2 separate regions of the Oryzias latipes genome follow, and region 1 is linked to region 2. Evidence: chromatin contacts called from public Hi-C data. All regions are on one chromosome and are shown on one strand. The core of a region is the stretch at or near the end of the contact, and the rest is flanking DNA. Distances in the headings are between cores, read along the strand shown. Region 1 overlaps zfpm1 (zinc finger protein ZFPM1). Region 2 holds the start of zfpm1 (zinc finger protein ZFPM1).

The links. A called contact is a pair of places that touch in the nucleus more often than the background predicts.
Region 1: a Hi-C map of gastrula embryo shows a contact between it and region 2, with 2.4 times the contacts expected there. The contact joins the enhancer-like site here to the promoter of zfpm1 in region 2. A contact is called at or near these places in 5 of 5 Hi-C or Micro-C datasets (embryo, fibroblasts and gastrula embryo).

Annotation. Positions count from the first base shown.
Region 1 is chr6:26,450,826-26,455,200 of ASM223467v1, reverse strand. All of the region lies in intron 3 of zfpm1 (zinc finger protein ZFPM1), which reads right to left. Among protein-coding and RNA genes, the nearest start is that of LOC100049341, 53 kb to the left of the region's middle. Within about 2 kb of position 2,145, at least 1 of the 8 cell types and tissues checked has an H3K27ac peak or open chromatin away from gene starts, as enhancers often do. A contact at or near this core is called in gastrula embryo, where this site is marked.
Region 2 is chr6:26,372,232-26,376,382 of ASM223467v1, reverse strand. zfpm1 (zinc finger protein ZFPM1) reads right to left here and starts at 1,283. Exons shown (of 8, transcript XM_020704190.2): 1 at 754-1,283. The coding sequence starts at 793.

The DNA.
Region 1 (4,375 bases), core at 896-3,395, 78 kb before region 2:
AAGGAACCATGGCATGCATCTGTGGAAGAACAGAATCAATAAAAAAAAAAGGCCACGAAGAAGAAACACAACTACGGAAAACAAACCCACAACAGAAGAAATCCAACATGAAATACAAATCACCAGAAAAAAAAACAACATAAAGAAAGGAAACATTACCTAATGTCAGAGAGAAAAGAATGACTTGAAATAAAATTAATATTAATAATTGCATCCCTGGCAGTGCTGAGGTCAGAAACCAGCAAACTGCATCCAGGAGAAAAGAGGCCATCAAAAGAAAGAACTATGAGAGGATTTGTCTTACACAACATAGATCTCATTCTGTAGAGATCACCAGTCTGATCTTTGCTGTGGCTGCGGCGGGCAGGTGTAGCCGTTACAGCAAACCTTTTCCAACTGTAGGTTGGGGACATGTAGTAGTACTGGGTAGCTACAGTCCAGTGTGAACACCACATGCTTTTACATTCATACTGGGCATGCATGTGACACGCATTCTCAACACGGCAGGTGTTACTTAATGGCACAGCAATGGTTTGAAATAGTCCGAAAACAAATCATCTCTTCAACTTTGACCCGAATGAATCTGTAAAAAACAGAACCGTATGCTTGTATGTAACTGTCTCAGTTTGGCTCAGAAAAGAAATCTTTGTGAAAAGTCTTTTTTTAAATAAAGCTAACATGTTAGTGTGTGATAAACTCCTCATAAACTGCAGGTCGTCATCTCCTTCTTAAAGACTGGGCTGATGGGTTCTGAACAGAACCGCTCCAGAATCAGAATGGAAAATCAGACTGCCCTCCTTTCACAGACATTTTTCATGACTTTGATGGTTTGTCATATTTTTAGATCACTTGTGGCAAACAGAAAGCCCGAAGATGACGACGAGAGCAGGAAGCCTCTTAGTCTGCCGCGCTCTGAAGACCCAGGCAAAGTGGATCGGCTTTCATGGAGAAGTAGCGCTGATGTGGAGATACGGCTGCTTTTGTTTTAATTTGTAACCCAATGCTGGAGCCGTCTGAGCTGTAAGTACTGCTAATTTGTTTCAGACTAATTCATCATGACCACAGATTTGGAATTCACCGTGATGGGGCAACAGGGAGAGCTCTGAGGAAAGAACAGCACGCTCCAGGAGGAAAACCTGTCCTGGGGCTCGCCCTTCACACCTCCGAGCACGCTCACCCCACATGCAAAGTCGTATAAAACATCAACACCACATTCTGATACTTGAATTATGCACCCGTTATGAAGATGGAATGTGTCGTGGATGTGGTAAATGTATCAAGAAGTATTGGTAAAAAAAAAAAGTAAGCTACACACATTTATGACGTACTGGTGATGCCGTCGTACCATGTCCTTACGCCACACTCTAGCCATTACTGAGGTGAAACAGAAGTGCCTATAGCCCCTGCTCCTTTCAGCATATTTTCTATTTTTAAATGCCATAAGAACACGCTAAAAACGCAGTTTTTATTGGAGTGGGTCTTCAAAAGCCACATGCTCTCCATAGCCTTGAAAAAATAGAAACAAGTTCGCTGCAGTGGATTTGGATCTGGTGTTGGAGGTGTTGTTATTTGGCCTACAGGCTGCAAAATGTCCCAAAAAATGATGAAAGAAGCTGAATCGGAGTTCTGGAATCCAGAGATGACCAGAACTGCAAGAACCAACTTAAAGATCCCTCTTTTGAAATGTTGATGAAGGGGTGTCTAGATAAACATTCATTGGAGCATGAATGATGAAGATGTTGAAGTCAGAATCATTGTTAGCAAAAACGAAACGTTGGTTTGAGCCCAAATCCAGTCCAGCAGCCCTTCGACCCCTGCACCCCTGCTCCGTCAGCTGAGCTCCATCTTGGTGGAGAGAGTGGCGCTTTAAGCCTCGTCAGCCGGAGGAGAGTCTTTGAGCGGCAGTCTAAGCCCCGAGCCCGGACCCCGGTCCCCTCATGAATATTAACGAGCCCTGAGCCGCGGCTTTAATCTGCCTGATCCGCGCGCCGCTGCCGCCGCCTCGATAGCGAATCTAATTATTTGGTCTGATATTAACCCCCCTCCAAGAACACCCCCCCCCTTCCTCCCCCCAGCCTGTCCTCGAAGCTGCTGATGAAACAAACAGCAGCTGAACTCCACAGACACCTTCTTCTGCTGCAGTCACTCCACATGTAACAATTCACACACACACACCCAACCTACGACACCTCTCCTTATCAGGCTCAAAAACACCCCCCTCCTTGCAGATAAAACCTAAATGCAAATGATGCCGACTCGTTATTTTCATTTCTTCATTTTCTTTCTCCGTTCAGCTCCTGGATCCCTCCATTCACTGAAGATGACGAGTTCCTTCACATCGGCAAAAAACTTTCCCTGAACTGACCCAGCATGTGACCTCTCCACCCCACAGATGGTCAGAAAATGACTGATGGGACGTCTGACACACGTCTGAAACGGCAGTTAGAGCCAGAAGTCTCACACACCGCCCCATCAATGAGTGTGAAACATGCGGGTCAATACATGGTCAAAAGAGACTTCATCTGTCAGTGAACATTGTTGGAGGTACCAAGCTTTTTCTGAAACCACCTCTCCGTAACTTACTAGTTACTAACATTTGTCATTCATTTTTATTTATTTTTTAAACTTTTGTCAGCCATGGAAAAAAGTAATCAAAGTTTTAATATCATGAATAGCATGATAGTTGCTAAACTAAAAAGGCAAACGAAGCTAAACTAAATTAATAAGCAAGACTGTCAATTTAGTGGAGTCCAGCTGTAGAACATTTTACAAGTTTGGACCCGTTTAAAATCAATGTCTGTGAGGAAGTCCCAGGTATGTTTTCAAGATTACATTAGGATTAAAAACTTCAGTACTCAAAATAATGATGGTTAATAAGACAGAACTATAAATCAGCATTTTGATGATTATTTGAGATTGAGTTTTTTCAAGTACTGTAAATAGACTTTTAGGTTTGTCTAATTCACCTTTAGATTACATGGGTTGGGGGCTTGTCCGGGAATCAGATCCAGTAAGTTTTCATTTAGATGTCATGCTAAGTTAAAACGACAAAGGTATTTAAATCTTTCGAGCAGACAAGACAGCACTCTGACGCAGAAAATGAAGCTAAAACACAATTTTCATCGGAGAGGCCTTCAAATTAGTGGTGGATCCGTGAAAATGATCTTGAAAAACTCTTGGATTCTCAAACGAATACGAAGAACCGCAGCTCTCAGCAATTGCCTCAAGTACCTGTTACGTTTTATAAAATAATAGGACAATAGATGATATTTGTCAGATGGATCATAAAAAGAGTGAATTCAAACACCGAAATCAGGAGTACGAGAATTTATATGGGTTTGCATCATGTTTCATGGTTTCTGTAAGGATCTCCAGACAAAAGGAGCCATTGTGATTCTTGTGACATTTGATACATTTGATAAAAACGACATTAAAGTTTGTTCCCATCACTCCTTGTCCTCAAAAATCTTAATTTTCCTCCAAATATCCTACCCTGCATTAAACGTTCTGGACTCCCATGAATGAGAATTTAATAAGGTGCTCCCTTCCTGACCTTTCCAACCATCTTTCATTCACCCCGCTCCTCTCCCACAATCACTCATTCCATCATCCAGTTCATCCTCTCCTACCCTTCTCCTCTTACACTGTGTCTCCTCTCCTCTTTTTGCTCCTCTTTCTTAATCTCTGATTCACTTCCTCTCCCCAACTCTCATTCCTACCCTCCTGTCTGCCTGCCCCTCCTTCCATCCTCCTATCTCTCCCTCTTTTCTCCCTCTGCCTCTCATTCTATCTCTACAGGAAATGGTTTCCTTCCCCGTCCAGGGGGTAGCAGGGGTGTACTCACTGTCCCAAACAAAGAGGTCAGTGTGTGAATCCTCCAAAAATACAAAGAAGAAAAGGAAGGCGGATAAAAATCAGAAACTGACTCTCATACGAACACACTCTCTTTACCTCCGCTGCTCTCACGCACAGCATTTCTCTGACATTCAGCTCAGATGCTTTTGAGGCTCACGAGGTTTAAATGCAGGCGGAGGGCTTCCAGCAGCATGGTGGAGGCCTGCCGCCTCGTGCACCGCCAAAGAAGGAGAAAAACCCTAAAACAGTGGGAGCCAGGTTTGATGAGCTGCATGCAAATGACATGTAAAAATATAAAACTGCGATACTTAAAACGGGGGCCGAGATAAGAGATTCGAAAATGAGGCACTCTTGGAAAGCGGGCTCCTGAACTGCCGGAGATTAGGCTCAGAGATAGACAGGAGAGAGGTTTTCCCCTCTCCTCTCAGCCTCCTCCTCCTCCTGCGCCCTGCAGAAGCCGGTGAAGATGACAGCGAGATGCAGATACCAGCCAGTCAGTGCCGCTGAGTGATGAAGGCCT
Region 2 (4,151 bases), core at 34-2,533:
GGAGAGGTTAATCACAACATCGTTTTTATGCTTTCATATCGACTTTGAACATCAGTTACCACCTGATTAAGCCACACACGTTCTATAAACAGGAAAGGCTCGTCAAGCTCGGAGAGCAGCCGAGCGCCAGACCAAGAAAAACGCCTTTAAAGATGCTAAACTAAAAGGACAAGATGAGGGGAAAAAATAGATCCAATTGTGAGCAGCTATCAGCAGCTGAGATCAGCCATGGGGGCTTATCTGACGCCCCATCTCTGGGAAAGAGAAGTGAAAAGCCGGGTGGTGGTGGTGGTGGTGTGGTGGTGGAGAGGGGAGCAGCCGCGGCCTTGGCGCAGCCTCAGACAGAAAGCAAATAAAAATGAAAAGAAAAAGATCCAATTTTCGCTCTTATCTCGGTTCACATCGGATCGCAGCTTTATCTCAGTTTAGATCGGCTGTTTCAGAGAACACATGACGTTTCCACAACAGAATTAAACAGGAAGCTGCGCTCCGAGAATGGACGTAACCTGTTTACGCGCGGATAAATGAGCTTTTCTCAGAAAGACACTTTCATCCAACAGTAACGGAGAACGTGTGGGCGGCGTTCGTGCACAGAAAGAAACAAAAAAATAATCTATTTATGGCGAAACTAACTAAGTTGTTTTCATGTATACTCAAGCATCTCCAGGTTTCAACTCCAGCCAGGTGCGCGCGGAGGAGCAAACCCACAGAAAGACTCGCGGGGGACAGCGGAACGAAGAGGGACTTTCTTACGCTTGATCTGCCGGGGTTTGCTCTGCTTCCTCCGGGACATGCTGCCTCCACGCCTCCTGTTGGACTCGCTCACGGGGCGGCGGGGAAGCCGTCTGCTGCTCCTCCCGGGCTGCTGCGTCTGTCTGCGGCTCCTCGTTCACAGCTGCGGCGCGGCGCTCCGAGTCCGACCGGCAGCCGCAGGAATCCTCATGACCTGCCGGCGCTACTGCCGCTGCGGCTGACCGGACACTGAGTCCTACCTGTGGCCGCTCACTACTTCACTTCTGCGAATTTTTCCGACCTTTTCCCCCCTGACGTTCCTCCGCTGGCGGACACGCCTCCACGTAGGTAGGTCGTAGCTCGGGCGTCCCGGCGACACCCCCGGTGATTCGTGCGGAAAGCCTCGCGCTGGTTGAACCTCTCAGCTCTGAGGAGGTCAGCGGAGCTCTGCTTTTGGTTTCTGTCAAGTTTCCTCTGGCCGGTCCGCCCCCCCTGGTCCGCCCCGGTCCGCCAGTCCTGCCTCAAAGCCTCGAAGCCGCTGTCGACAAAGGCGGAGCATGACGGCGTAAGACACGCCCACAGCGTCTGACGAAATCAGCCGCTCTGACATGTGATTGGTCCAGACACACACACACACACACACACACACACACACACAGACTGTCAAACCTATTTAGACTGTAAATATTTAGGTTGTAGCTGAAATAAATACTTTTATCTGTTGTTTTTTTTTATTTTTTAAAGACCCATTCCAATGAAATTTGTTTTTTTAACATGTTCTTGTAGCATTTGCCTCATGATAGGGGACACATATAAAGTAAATTAAGATCAAAATTGCGTTTCTGAGTGCTTTTTCATTCAAATAGTTGTAAATCAGGAGCTAATAATAAAAACAGTCTACAAAAATCGTATTTGTGATGTAAAAAATACCCTGGGCAGCCACAAGATCCCTGCTCCGCCCTAATTTCAATTCCCTTGTAGAAGACTAGATTTTTATAAGTCTTTGTTTTCTTCGCCTGAGCTGACATCTGGCTCAGAACTGCTCCAATACTGCTCGTCGTTTTTGTTGCACCGGTAATATTAGATTAGGGTTATGAGGGGCTGTAAGCTAGCAGGAGAGAGTGTAAACAAAAGGATGATGGGAAGTCAGGGCAGGCCTAATCCGTGCCCACAAGTAAGAGGCAAATTTCTAATTTTCTAACTACTGCAGCAACATAATTATATTTTTTTCTATATAAACCATAAAGGCGACTCATCATCTAACAAAAAGGTGTTAAAAACTGTCAAAATATGTACAAATGATGGTTTGCTTGAAGATTTGTAACCCACCCTGCCTCTGTTTATATGTGCTGTTTATATGTGATAATATTTAATACTGGCTGAATACTTTTTCTAAATGAACAAAATGTAAAAAGAAAAAAGGTGTAAACAAATTTAAAATAATTGTATTAAAAAGAAATACTGATATGAATAAGAGTTTCAGTCAAACTCATTGATTTAAGGACATGCAATAACACTCCACCTTACATCCAGAAATAATTGTCTGCACTATTTTCTTTACCCTATGGAAGGTCAGGGGGCAAGTAAAACAAAATGTTTATTTTAACTGACACAAACGGAAGGCCAATTGTCTTTAACCTCATGACTATTCATGCTGATTTGTCCTCTAGAGAACATTTCTAAACCGGAACATCTCCCAACCACTGCATTCTACTGAATTATCCTCTTTTGGAAGAACAGAGAACATTTCTGAGTCATTTTGCCTAAAGAGAGGGGGTTTTGCTTTTTCATTTTACAAGTTTCACAGATTATAAATTATTCACAGTAAAAGCTTAATTTCTGTTCATTTTTTAGCAATTTCCAAATTGACATTTTCTGAGAGATTTTGACATTTTAAATATCTAGAAGATCTCAGCATTACCAGAACTATAATTTCCTTCCAGAGAAATATGGAACTGACATCACATCCTGATCCTAAAATATTATTCAGATGTAGTGTTTTATCAAGCGTGCAGTGTTATTACTTTTACTGCAGTATGCTTTGATTCTTTTAAATGTGATACAGACGTGAGATTAGCCAGGATTTCCTTCTGGGCTGATGGCCGGCTGCTGCAGTTTCCTGTATGGATGACTCAGATTAAAGTTATTGAATTACAAAGGTAGCAGGACAAAAGCACAGGAGTGGTAAAAACTGATGAAAGTGGATTCGATGTAGGTCTGAGGACACGTGGATGTGACTGAATTACCTATTTAAACTAAAATGAGCTCAAGTTGCTTTCATTTAACATGGGGGGGGGGGTGATTTTACGAAGTGATTGAGTGGTTTATTTAGTGTTTGTTAAAGTTTAACATTCTCATTCTAAAAATAAAAAAACAAAGGTTTAATTTCTCAATGAGATGTTAGACAGCAAATTTATCCTCAGTTTGAAGGAGGATGCAGTATCGCAGCGATGAAACGCCATAATGCAGAGTGCAGAGGTTGTCTCCTTCCAATCAGATTTACTGGCGCCATCTAGTGGAAACTCAAGAAAATACCAGCGGCATCCTTCAAAACACCTTTTTTCTAAGATCAGATTTTCATTAAATGTACAGAATTCTGGACTGAACATTAAAAATTTAAATCATTCCTTCAAAGCAATAATTTGTGCTGACCAATTCGTTTTTCGTGCACACAAATTAGCAGTTTTGGCCACAATTTAGTGGTCGCAAATTAGCATTTTATGGGCGCTAATTACTATTTTGTGTGTACAAACTAATTTTACTTTTAGTATTTTAGTAACTTCAATTCCTAATTTGTGCCCAAAAAAAGGCCAATAGTGGCTACAAAATACACATTTGTTCACAAAAATGCTAATTTGTGGCCACAAAATACTGATAAAATACATTTTGGCAACAAAGCTCATTTGTGCATGCAAATTGCTAAATGCTCATTTGCGCACAAAATACATTAATGGCCCAAAAGTTTTAATTTTATAATTGTCATGCCTAGGGCTTTGTAAAAATGACCTTCAAAAAATCATGATTCTATGCTGAAAACCTTTTATACAATTAGCAGAAAAACTGGATGTGCATTTTCCCACACAAGCTCTCAAGCAAAAATGAGTCAGACAACCTTTATCTGCTTTGCAACTTCAGGTTTCTAGGGTTACGTGAACATTAAGCCAAGTCCTGGATTGCTTAGGCGCTAATTAGCAAGTTGAAATCTGAGATGCCAATTTTATTTTAATTCCTGGTCAGCTGAAAGTTGCCTTTTTGAAATCTGGAATATTTTAAACTGTTCTGTAAACTTGACAAATTAGAATACTCCAGAATGATAGATTCCCTTTACATGTACTTCACAACGGAACTTAGAATCCACAGCAGATTTTGCACCACGCCATGCTGCACCGGTTATCCTTTAGATCCAAACAGCAAAGTGG